Linked DNA regions of Mus musculus: all the other regions are linked to region 3. The links are chromatin contacts, called in public promoter capture Hi-C maps. All regions are on one chromosome and are shown on one strand. The core of a region is the stretch at or near the end of the contact, and the rest is flanking DNA. Distances in the headings are between cores, read along the strand shown.

What was found. Promoter capture Hi-C pulls out the DNA fragments that hold promoters and counts their contacts.
Region 1: a promoter capture Hi-C map of hippocampal neurons shows a contact between it and region 3, with 3 times the contacts expected there. The contact joins the enhancer-like site here to the promoter of Pdia5 in region 3. A contact is called at or near these places in 6 of 39 promoter capture datasets (3T3-L1-derived adipocytes, the HPC-7 cell line, epiblast stem cells and 2 more), 6 of 484 Hi-C or Micro-C datasets (the N1E-115 cell line, Sertoli cells, cerebellum and 3 more), 2 of 115 datasets of contacts at active chromatin or transcription factors (both in embryonic stem cells) and 3 of 9 other capture datasets (adipose tissue, embryonic stem cells and liver).
Region 2: a promoter capture Hi-C map of liver shows a contact between it and region 3, with 2.3 times the contacts expected there. The contact joins the enhancer-like site here to the promoter of Pdia5 in region 3. A contact is called at or near these places in 7 of 39 promoter capture datasets (3T3-L1-derived adipocytes, the HPC-7 cell line, epiblast stem cells and 4 more), 1 of 484 Hi-C or Micro-C datasets (nephron progenitors), 2 of 115 datasets of contacts at active chromatin or transcription factors (both in embryonic stem cells) and 3 of 9 other capture datasets (adipose tissue, liver and pancreatic islet).

Annotation. Positions count from the first base shown.
Region 1 is chr16:35,421,864-35,425,985 of GRCm38.p6, reverse strand. Pdia5 (protein disulfide isomerase associated 5) reads left to right here. Exons shown (of 17, transcript NM_028295.1): 11 at 2,984-3,120. Among named protein-coding and RNA genes, the nearest start is that of Gm25079, 42 kb to the right of the region's middle. Within about 2 kb of position 2,050, at least 25 of the 459 cell types and tissues checked have an H3K27ac peak or open chromatin away from gene starts, as enhancers often do. A contact at or near this core is called in cerebellum, cerebral cortex and hippocampal neurons, where this site is marked.
Region 2 is chr16:35,399,500-35,403,513 of GRCm38.p6, reverse strand. All of the region lies in intron 15 of Pdia5 (protein disulfide isomerase associated 5), which reads left to right. Among named protein-coding and RNA genes, the nearest start is that of Gm25079, 19 kb to the right of the region's middle. Within about 2 kb of position 2,028, at least 2 of the 459 cell types and tissues checked have an H3K27ac peak or open chromatin away from gene starts, as enhancers often do. A contact at or near this core is called in liver, where this site is marked.
Region 3 is chr16:35,488,851-35,492,508 of GRCm38.p6, reverse strand. It overlaps Pdia5 (protein disulfide isomerase associated 5), which reads left to right and starts at 1,636. Exons shown (of 17, transcript NM_028295.1): 1 at 1,636-1,780. The coding sequence starts at 1,745.

The DNA.
Region 1 (4,122 bases), core at 801-3,300, 67 kb after region 3:
TGAGCCTTTATTATCTGTCTGTTGTGCGTGGGGTACAAGATATAGGAAGGAGAGGAAGGGATCCTGTTTGTAGAGAGCTGGCTGCCTGGGGTGGCGTGGATAGCTCCTTCCGCTTGCCGGCAGGCAGGCGCTCTATGCAGACCTCTGCTCACCCCCTCTTTTGTACACATTTTCCTACAATCGAGCCCTTCCTGTAGTGTTCTCTTGAACATAATCCCCCAGTTGTCTGTGGCATGTGTGCTCCTCGGGAGCAGTTATAGTGACAACCCCATTTTTACCCCAACTTCAAGAATGTGGCTTCTCCTGCCTGGGTGATTTTTTTTTTCCCTAGCTCCGGAAACTGTAGCGACTTCTTTTCTTTGCATTTCCTGTTGTTTTCATTTCTGTGGGATTACTCTATGTTCAGAACAAACAAAACCCCTTTGTGGTTTTAGGGTAGTCTCTAAAGTGGGAGCGTCTCCGGATCTTTCTTACCACGCTGCCAAGACATAGCTTTTGCATCTTATATCGTTAGGTTCTCAGTAACTCTGGTGGAGTTTTAAAAATTACTTTGATTTTTTTTAAAAACTAGATTACATTCATTTAACTTTCAAAACCTCTAAGATACTCCAGTATGCCCTGAGAGGCTTTAACTTCTGCCCTCTTCTCCCTTCCTGCTATCCCTGTCCCACCCAGAGGTAACAGCTTCAGCTTCTTTCTTGTAAGGTCTCAGGGCCTTTTTTCCTAGCAGATGCAAACAGGAGCAGTTTACCTCCCCTCTTCATACAAGAGCTAGTGAATCATAGATGGCTGTGTGCCTGGCCAGCAGGCTGTCCATGCTACTGCCTGAAGAATACGATGTGTTCCTCTTCAGCGCTCAGCCCTCCACTTGCAGAGATGGTTGACAGTGTACCTAGCTCTCCCCTACTGAGGCGTATACTCCCTGACCCCTACTTTCTTCATAGCAAATCATCTACCATAGACAACGTTTTAAAATTAACTTATTACTGTGATTGAGCTAGAACCTCACTGTGTAGCTTTAGCTGGCCTGAACTTGCTGTGTAGACTAGGCTGGTCTTGAATTCATAACGATCTACCTGCCTCTGCTGGGATTAAAGGTGTCGCTACCACATCCGACTGCTGTAGATATTCACTGGGGGGGTTGTTAGTTTGAGCCCAGATATAAGAAGCCAGATATCACGGAACTGGTGCCTGGCTGATGACTTCCTAGTGCTAGAATCTACCGCCAGTACCTTCTTGTTACAGAATGTAGGGATCACGACCTGTGTCCCAAGTCAGGTCCTACCGCCCGTCCTCAGGAAGCAGTGAAAGAACCAAATTAAAAGTGGAAAGCAGACCGATGTGGTGGTGCACACCTTTAATCCCAGCACTCAGCAGGTAGAGGCGGGCCAGCCTGGACTACAGAGCAAATTCCAGGATGCCAGAGCAACATAGTAAGACACTATCTCAAAAACAAAAACAAAAGTAAATAAGTGGAAAGCAGAAAGGGAGATTTTTTTTTTCAACCTGGCCGCATTGGGAAGAGCGACAAAGGGATTTAGTAAACACCCCCGCTCCCCCCCCCCCGCCCCCCGCCAGTCTATCTTTGGGGTTCTGATGTGAGATGAATGTTTGAATAGAAGACCAAGGATACCTGAAAGCAGTCCTGACCAAACTTGGTCCTGCCAACTATTGACCCATCTTCCTCTGGGTTTCAGTGTGTACTGTAGAACTGGATGAAATCTGTTTCAGGGAGCCCGGTTCCTGCTCCAACAAGCGCCCTTTCCTTTTCCCTGGCATGAGATTCCAGAGGAATTCTTAAGTCTCTGGCCTCCCTTGTTCACAGTCTGATAGTCAGATTGAGAGATTCAACTATAGCTCTTTAGCCAGGCCAGTTACAATCTGACATCGAGTAAGCAAAGCAACCAAAGGCTTTGCCGCGCTCGCTCGCTCTCTGGAGACCAGCGAGACTGAGGCTTTTAGGGCAGCTCAGTCCACAGAGCCAGCATAGTCTTCATAGACTCTGAACCAGCTTTTGCTTCTCTGTGAGCCCGAGTCGCTCTTCTCTGATTAATTCTCCAGCCCTGCCTGCTGGAGCACTGCAGTGTTCCCTGCTGTCGGCACTTACAGGCAGGGAACAACGCTTGTCTATTCACATTTGTCATCCAAAGGGTTTTTTTTTTTTTCAAAGCTGCAGTTGAGGTGCTTTGGCAAAGGTACCGGGCAGTAAAGCAGCAGGGCTCTCATGGCACCAGCCATCTCGTCCTGGCGGGGAAGTTGGTACCTGGGGGCCTTCCCTCCACTTAGCACTAGGGGCTATAGACACTGATGTGTGGTTCTCTGTGAAGCAAACAGGCTCCTGAAAGATCAGGTAACTGCCAGGGTTTGGCAGCCAGTGAGTTGATGCGGGCTCGGAGAACATCTGTTCTCCGCCTCTAGAAGAATTAGTAAGGCAGTGCAGATTCTGCTGGGGTGTATACCACCAACCTGGTCTCCCTCTGGCTCAGTGCTCACCTCCCACCCCACCCCCATTCATACCTTCTGCTTGCTCAACCAGAGAGCTCTTTCCTGTCCTTTAGCCTCACTTCTTTCTTCCTCCTGTGTCCTACCAGTGGGTGGCTCAGAGCAGGACATCCAGCTTCCACAGTGCTTACTGGGCACCGTAGCTGTTTGCTCTTGCCAACTTGCTGGAAGTTTGCTCTACCTTGAAGATGCTAGCAAACACTCCCGGGGAAAAAAAAGATTCCCTGAGCTGTCTCAGAAAGCTATAGCAAACAACAGCCATGTGGCCATGCGCAATGGGTATCAGCTAAGTACCTTTCTGCTTGGGGAGGAGGCAGAGATGGGCAGGGCAGTCCCTCTCCATCCATCTCTGGATCCAGTTTCCAGTGTATAAAAGATCTTGGTGTGGGAGCTATGTGTCCAGGGGGCTGGATTTGATTGATAAGGGCTGTTCAGACCCCAGGGCTTGCTCTGAGCTCTGCCTGTTTCTTTGGTCTTCCAGTCCACTGCCACCACAGCCCCAGGTCCCCGAGACTCCCTGGGCAGATGAGGGCGGCTCCGTTTATCACCTGACCGATGAAGACTTTGACCAGTTTGTGAAGGAGCACTCCTCTGTCCTCGTCATGTTCCACGCCCCATGTGAGTGGAACGCTGCTGCCCCTACCACCCCCTTCCCCAGAGTAGGACACTGCCTTGGGACTTGTTAGATAGGCAATGCAGTGGGAGCTGACATGGTGTCTCTCCTCAGCTCATGCCCCTGGCCTGTATCTCCATCAGAACGGCACAAACATCCTGATCAGGGACTGGAGAGATAGCTCAGAGGTTAAGAGCACTGGCGGTTCCTCCAGAGGTCCTGAGTTCAATTCCCAGCAACCACATGGTGGCTCACAATCATCTATAATGACATCTAGTGCCCTTTTCTGGCCTGCAGGTGTACATGCAGGCTGAATGCTATATATATAATCACAAGTGTCCCTTGGCAGAACTCAGAGAAGCTCCATCCCCAATAAGCTTGAGTGTCCTCCCTGAAGCCAGCAAGGGCTGAGGAGTCAGACCGGGTATGTCCCAAGATAACTGGCCCTCCATTTACCTAGGGTGGGTCCAAGGTGCAGAGAGGGTCTGCCCTTGCCTGGTAGCTGAGCAGGCAGTGAGGCTGATATCTAGAGTGCCCCCTGCTGGTCCATATGCCCAGACTGAGATGATCATAGAGAATTCCAGTCTCCGGTGTGCTCAAGAGTGGCTAGAAGGCACGCAGCCTCCAGTCTTTCTGAGCCTGTGCCCTCTCTGTGTTGTGGAGAACAGAAGGTTGAATACGTGGCTTCAAGAGATGGGGGCTGCTCCTGAGAGGGAGAACAAAGGATGTCAGCCCTGTGTGGAGTTTCCTGGGTCTTCTGAGAAGGGCTGGCCACACCCAATAGGAGATAAGCTAAGTAGCCTGGGACTAGGTATTCCACATTCCATGTGAGATGCTCTGCCCTCGTAACCTTCTGCTCCCAGTTTGGGCCCAGTGATTATGTGTGAAAAAGCTTATAGAGAAGAGAAAAAACAAAAACAAAACCAAACCAAGAATTCCGTGCTTCACAGATGAGTGCCGGAATTGCAGTGTCGCAGTGTGAGAGGGGAGAAGATATAGAACTATAG
Region 2 (4,014 bases), core at 779-3,278, 89 kb after region 3:
GGGAATAGAACCACCACTTGTGGGTAGGTAGGTGGCCCTTTAAGCAGGGCTGGATCCCAGACTCAGGGACACCCTCTTAATCGACGGTCCCCACGTTCCCTTCTCCTAGAAGGTTTTTGGTATTTGTTGTTAATTGGAGGGCAGGGCTGGAGACTGAATTTCTACTAGGTAAGCAATCTACCACTGAGCTATGTCCCCAGACCTTGAATTCCCTATTCTTCCTACCCTAAGGGGACTGGTAGAGATGGTGGCAAAGATTGTTTCCAGCCATTGGACTTAGTAGGAGCCTGTCACATACCAGGCTTCATTAGGTTTATACGGGGACTTATACATATACTGGACCCTGAGTCATGTGTGCTGCTATTACAACTCCCTATTTTCCCATGTGAGATCCTTCTTCTGGTCCAGGCACAAGCTAAGCAGACTTCCCACAATAAATAGACTATCCCAGAAAACTCAAGAGTAGTACCAAAACAGAACAGGTAAGGCTGCGCATGTGAACAGAGATAGCTCGCTGTCCTGGGCATGGATTTGACAGAGACAAATGGAGGTAGGCCTGCAAGTACCTCCAGAATGACAGAGGTGGTGCTGTAGGTGCCAGGAAACCTTGCTGCACTCTGAGAGAGCACCAGGGATAGGATGGGGAGAATTCTCTAATTCAGGAAGCCAGGCTGGGAGCAGGCACAGATATGGGGAGTGAGGACCCATAGGACAAGATTCCTACTTCAACTCTGAGACCCTGCCCTGCACTCAGAGAATATGACTGTTCCGTAAAAGCCTGATAAGCCCTTGAGGTCCTCCTCCATCGTGGAGTGGGGGATAATAAGGACCACAAACTTTTTCTTTTGGGGGCCTGGCACTTGCCTGGTGGTTGCTTCTGCCCTGGGAGCTCCAATGATGTCTGCCATAGCCTGGCTGCTTACCTGACTGGGATAGTTGTCAATCCATCTCATCACACGTCTCCCCTGAGCTGGAGCACAAATGGCTCCAGGAAGACAGGAGAATGAGCAAAGTTGGTGGCCTTCTGTCCTAAGGCTACTCAAGTGCCCATGGGCTCTAGGGGGTCCTTGAAGGGATTCTGAGGCTTCAGTTAACGCCAGAGTTTGAACTGACTATTCCAGCACATATGGTGTGTGTGTGTGTGTGTGTGTGTGTGTGTGTGTGTATCATCTAAAGGACTAAGGTGACCAGAGACATCTTGGAGGGCCCATATATTACCATGATACCTGTTTTTTCTATTAGACCACTGCTAGGGCCTTCTGAAGCCAGGCTTGTCAAGTTCACACTAGGGATCCTAGGGCTAGCCTCCCTCTTCCTCTCCATTCACTGTGATGTTCATGGCCCCATTTCCTTCATGCACATATCCATCTTTTCTCCGTTGTCTGATATATGCTAGCTCTTTTCTGGGTTCACACCTTCATCCCATTCCCTCTGCCCCTCCTTCCACCCTTCTTTATTGCATGTCTTACTGTGCCTGACTGTCTTGTCTGACTGGGAAGCTGACCCACCTGAGGTTCCTAGAATACTCAGCAGCCATAGTCACAGCTCCCTGGGTCAGGGTGTGGCCCTGAAACTGAGGTGAGCAGTGCCCATTCTGTGCCCAAAGCAGGGTACCATACCGCATGGTTAAATCGACTAGATGGGAGATGCTTGCAAAAATTAGAGACTTGTAAGAGCTGGTCCTTACATCAGCTGTACACTGGTGTCTGGAAGCCATTGGCTCACCTCATTTGCTTTTACTTTGGAGGGACTATGGCCTGAAGAGGAGCTATGCCCCTTGGCCAAGGATAACCGGTCCTTGAGAACGAGGTCACCTGACTCCCCGTTCATTCTCGCACACTTGCGGCCACTTCTCAGCTGGAATTGTATTTTGTTTCCCACCTAACAGCCAGTCTCGGTTCCTTCCCCCAATCAATATGCAGTTGGATTTTCACTTCCATTTTCATAGCCAAAGTCAATATTAGCTCCTGCAGAGATTTATTTTACTGAATCAATAAAGCTGTGTGAGGCAGCTCATGTTTTAGCCAGGGAGCCCAAATCCCCTCCCAGGAGCTTAGCTGGGGACTTTTATCAGTTGACACGCTCGCTCGCTGGTGGAGAAGGGCTACAGGCTGTGAGTATTGAAATAGATGGTGTTATCCAATGGCCTGGAGGATGGGGCCGCCCACGGTGGAAGACAGGTGGACCGGAGCAGAGGCTAGGGTTGCTGAGCTGGCAATGAGGGCCTCACCTTTCACTCTAAGGTATGCCCAGCTTGGGCAAGGAGGATGAGCCAGTGAAAGTAAGGAGGTCATTCCAAGAGAAGTCATGGGGCTGTGGTGCCCTGCTCTGACTGACTCACATCACTGCTATAATCTGCACAGAACCTAGAGACCATTTGGCGCCCCTGTCCATCTGAAGCGTCCTTTGTCCTTGAACTCCCAAACATCTTGATGCTTTAGACCCCCATGAATGTTAGTCAGCTAAATGGCAGAATTGACTGAGCTTGGTGGAGACTTTTATCCCACAGTGAGCCATGTGATCCTCGCAGTCACTTGATGGAGTAGGTGTTATTCCATTCCTCATTTTCCTGGTGTGGAATATTATAGAGTCCATGACGGGGTTACATGAGATCCCCTAAACAAGTTCCTTTGCCATAAAGGAGCCAAGTCAGAATCTGGATCACAGCTTTGCCGGTTCAAATTTCCCAAAAGCGGGGCCTGTGCTGGCTGGGACCCGTGTGGGATGTTCTTGGGAGGAGTTCACAGGAGGTACCCCAGGAGGTTGAGAAAGTAAGATGAAAGGGAAAGAAGCCAAAGGAGGGATGCAATGAGCAGGTGACCACTGGGAGGCCTCCCAAGACGTGAGCCAGAGTTGTCCCACTCAAAGGTCCTGGAAACCAGGGACTTTGTCCTTGACCCTTTACTTGATATTATCCTTCGTTCTAGAACTTGAGGGCTTGGTGAAGCTTTCAGGTCAAGACTTTAGGTGTCAGAGCAAGTCCTTGGTTGAGGACCCTTAGGGTCACAGACACAGAGTCCAGGAATTCATATCATTTATGGGAGACAAGGCTAGAGCTCCATTGGGTAGAGTATTGTGGTAGTGTGGGGGTGTTGAGTGCAGGTGACCAGTGATGATCACAGGTAGGTCTTGAGGGGTTGGCTGTTCAGGCAGGTGAGGTGGGCAGCTCAGAGGACAGACTCTTCTTGAAGCGTCTCGGCCACGCGGCTCCTATAGAAGTGGAGCATGGATTCCCCCTTTGCAGCCAGACGCTGCATTCCATGTCCGTGGCTGACAGCTAGTGTGAGGGATTCGCAAGTATACATTTTTAATTTAATAGATTTATAAAAACCATACACTATACTTCCAACAGCTCCAGGGCACGTATACAAATGGAATCCATAATTTAAAGTGGATGCGGGGGTGTAGCGGCCTGGAGCAATTGTTCATCAAATCCTGAGCAGAGGTGCAGTGGACCCAGAGCTAGTGTCTGTGGAGTCAGACGTGCTTGTCCCAAAGAGGGGGAAAAAGAAACCTCTACACTTGGGCGACCACAGGAGCATATGCCTCGTGTTTCTATCTAATTAGAAATTGAGCCGGGGTCTCAGGCACCCACCGCGGCCAGCCACTAGCCCAAGCGAGTTGAGCTCATCATGGGTGCTGGTGAAGGTCAGGGTTAACCTCCTGGAAGGAGACAGATGTCCGTCTGTTTAGCCAGCCGCTGCCTGTGGGAACTCAGGGCAAGTGCCATCCAATCTTCTGATGTTTGTAGGGAAGCTCGAAGCCAAGTGTTTTATATTAAATCTTCTGGCTCCTTCCACATTGGCAGCTAATTCAAATTTATTTTCTTTTTAAGTTCTATGTGGGCCAAATAGTACGGGCCTTCGAGCCAGCTATGGATTATGTTCAGTGAGTTTGCAAACTTCGTTCCAAGTCTTGTTGTATAAAACAATCGGGCTGAAGATGCAAAGGGAAGCCTGAGGTGAAGAAGCATCTAGTGGCAGGATGGGGAGAGTGTTACACCCCCCCACGTTA
Region 3 (3,658 bases), core at 387-2,886:
TGGAAACTGGGGGATGAGAGAGGCTTTAGACAGCTGGCAACGTTTATTCAGGGAATATCTCCCAACTCCTCAATGTGCACTTCCTCTGTCCATTTTATTATTCTCCATTTGCATCCTTATGACGGAGTAGTTGTCCAACAAACATTCCTAAATGAAGTGACAAGCTGATGGTGCGCGTGACAAAGAGGATTCAAAAGAGGATTTTTTGTTTTGTTGTACATAAAAGACCTGTCTTATGTCTATGGGTGTTTTTTTTTTTTTTTTTTGTTGTTGGTTTTTGTTTGTTTGTTTTTTGGGTTTTTCGAGTCAGGGTTTCTCTGTATAGCCCTGGCTGTCCTGGAACTCACTTTATAGACCAGGCTGGTCTCGAACTCAGAAATCCGCCTGCCTCTACCTCCCGAGTGCTGGGATTAAAGGCGTGCACCACCCTACCCATATGTAGGAGTACCACAATCATATCTTGTGCCCTTGGAGATCAGATACCCTGGAATTGGGGTTACAGGATGGTTGTTAGTTGCTATGTGGGAGCCAACAGCAGCAAGTGCTCCTAAATAATGTACCCATTGTCCAGCTCCCATTTTACATTTTTTGTTCAGGTAATTAGCATTCATTTAACATCAATTAACTATTTAAATGATACAGTTTGGTGGCATTTAATACATTCATAATGCTGTGCTGCTTCCCCTTTTATCTAGCTCTGAAAGATTTTCATCCTCATCAATGGATTTCTGAACTGAAATTCCTTTCCTCCATTCCCCAGGTCAGAGTAATCTGTTTACACAAAATGCAAACAAACAAACCAAAAAAAAAAAAACAAAACCAAAACCATTTTTTCCAATTTTTGTATATTTTATATAAATGCAATCATACAATATACAACATTTTGCATTTGGCTTTTTAAGAATCAGCATCATATATTTTTGATATTTGTTAACATGGTTGTGTGAATTTCTTTTTATTGGATGAATAGTATTCCGTTGTACCGGTGTATATCACATTTTCTGTATTTGTCTTTTGAGGATATTTAGACTCACTCTTTCTTTCTTTCTTTCTTTCTTTCTTTCTTTCTTCCTTTCTTTCTTCTTTGACTATCATAAACAGCGCTGCTAGGAACATTGGTGTGCTAGTACTACTTGAACACACTTTTCGATTCTTTTGAGTATATGGTTAAGGAGTAAGGGGATAGTGTGGTGATCTATACTTAATATTTTTTGGGCTCTCTAAATTGTTTTCCCGACACCTCAATAATGTTTTGTCAAGGGGAAAAAAAAAGCCTCGGGAGCAGATGGCATTTTCCATCCTCCACAGGCCATCATAGACTTTACAATTAGTACCTACAGTCAAATGACTGGAATTCTCTGGGTTGCCTGCTAATCCTCGGGGTGGGGAAACTAACTTCTGGGGGCAGAGTGAGTTGTTGGTTCTGATTCTGCGGGCACAGAGCAAGGCTCCTTAGTGAACAACTGTCCCTACTCCCCAGCCTCCCTGCCCCCCATCCTCACAGCTGCTACTCTGCGTCCTCAGGCAAAGTCCGAGGCAGAGGCATCCCGAGCTTCTCGTGAACTACAACTCCCGGCAGGCTCCTTCCCGGGCCGCCTCTCCTAGCCTGGTGCGCATGCTTTGGCAGACGTGGCACCGGGAACTCGGAGGCGGGGAGCGGCTGTGAAGTGGCCGTAGCTGTTGGCCGAGGTGGAGCTGGCAGGCGTGCGCGGGAGCCGGGTGCAGACGGCAGGAGGCGGCGGGGATGGCGCGGGCGTGGGGGCTGCTACTGGCGATTGGGGTGAGGCTGTGGGCCGGCGACACGTGCGTCCCGCATGGCCGTGGGAGCGCGCGGTCCGGGTTGGTTGGGGGCGTGCTCGCCGGGTGGCAATAGGGTCTTTGGTCCTCTGCTCTCCACTGGGGCCGGGCCGGGTGATCCCTCTCTCCGGGTTCGCGCTCCCGCACAACTTTGCGGGGACGCAGGTCTGGGATGTCCTTAGCCTAAGCAGGACTCCCCGGGCGGTGCTTGCACCTGTGTGAGTGTGGGGTGGAGGCTGCCTTCCACTTGCGCAGCAGGAACACTTGCTCGTGGGTTGGACCCCCGGAGAAAGGGCGCGTGACGGGTTGGGTGGGGTCACCACCTCCAAGAGTTCTGCTCCCACGGTGATGCCGGCTCCAGCCCCGGCCACTTTCGAGCTGTGTGTGTGGCGCCCTGGATCTGTAAACGTGTCTGCGTTCCTTCTATGAGATGGGAAACCGTAAAGATACCCGCTAAGGAGGTTGTCAGACGGGTCGGCTGAGGAGTCGGTGGAACCAGCTCCGGAGACTGCAAAATGATACCGGAGTGATACAGAAGTGGAGGAGGGGTGAACCGTGGTGCAGACTATGTGGGGATGGGAGGACTTTCCCGAACAAGCATCCCCCGAGAAGAAGTGGGGACTGGGGACGGGTTTGCCCCTGGGGCTGAGGTGTGGTTGTGGGTGTGTGACAGGATGTAGTTGCCTTCTTCCACATCTCTCTCGTAACTTCTTGTCTCCCTTGTGTTGGGTCCATCTCCTTATGGCCACCGCCACTATCACCAAGTTCGGAAGACTTACTTGCCCCTACCACTCCACTGTTTTCCCTTTGGGTGTGGCAAGGATGCTGGGCAGATGGGGGGGGGTGTGGTGGAAAGGGAGGGGTGATTAGATCTAAACGCTTGAACTCCGCAGTGCCCTGTCCTTTGGGATCACCAGTTAAAGGAGTGACATCGAGTTTTCTGTTATGTGGAAGAAGGTGTCAAAGGAAGCTCCCTGTTCCCAGTTCTGCATCCTCCGTCTAGGAGAGATCTAGTAGGTTACCGCGAAGCTTTGGGGTGCTGGTGGTGTGCCATGATGTTTGACATAAGTTTCCTGGAGCCAGTTGGGCTGACTCCCATCAGGATGTCAGTCCTTGAACTCTGAGGGAGGAGGGTTTTGCTTTCTTCCTTTTTCCCTCCCTTCAGTAAAAACAAGAGCCCAGGGGACTGACCTTTTACTCTGTAAACATTTATCAACCACATTGTTTGCCACCGGGTTGAATTTTGGGTGGGGAGCAAACTACACTCTGCGCCTGCCTTCAGGTGTTGCCCTCGGCTGAACAGCAGTCAATCCTGTGAGCAAATACTGTTCGAAGGACAAGAGCTAATACCCTAACTGCTGCCAGCCTGCCACAGGAGAGCCATACATTATCTGAGGTGGAGAGTCCCCACAGGGAGAGGTCACATCTCTGAGAGGGAGAGTCTGCCAAGGGAGAGCCCCTGGGGCCTTATTGAGGTGGGTGGAGCAGAGTCCAGGAATTAATGTGTTGTGGGTATTTCGGAGGTCTGTATGTACCTTCCCCTCAGGCAATGAGGAAGAACTTTGAGGTTTGCCCAAAGCACCTGGCAGCTGGACGTTCCTGAGCCTAGAGTTAGCTCCGCAAATACAAGGTAGAGGGATGAGAGCCTGGAATCCGCAGCAAGTGACTGCGGGTTGGGCCTCTGTGCATTTAAAAGCTATGTGGATTTGATAAGGGCTTCCTACATCCCTGGGAGCAGTTTGACTTCTTTGTTCGCTCTGTATTGACTGAAGGCCACTGGGCGTGGCCCAGGGTTTTATGAAAATGGATTTAACTGGGTCTGATGGCATGGCTTTGGAATCCCAGCTACTTAGGAGGTTGA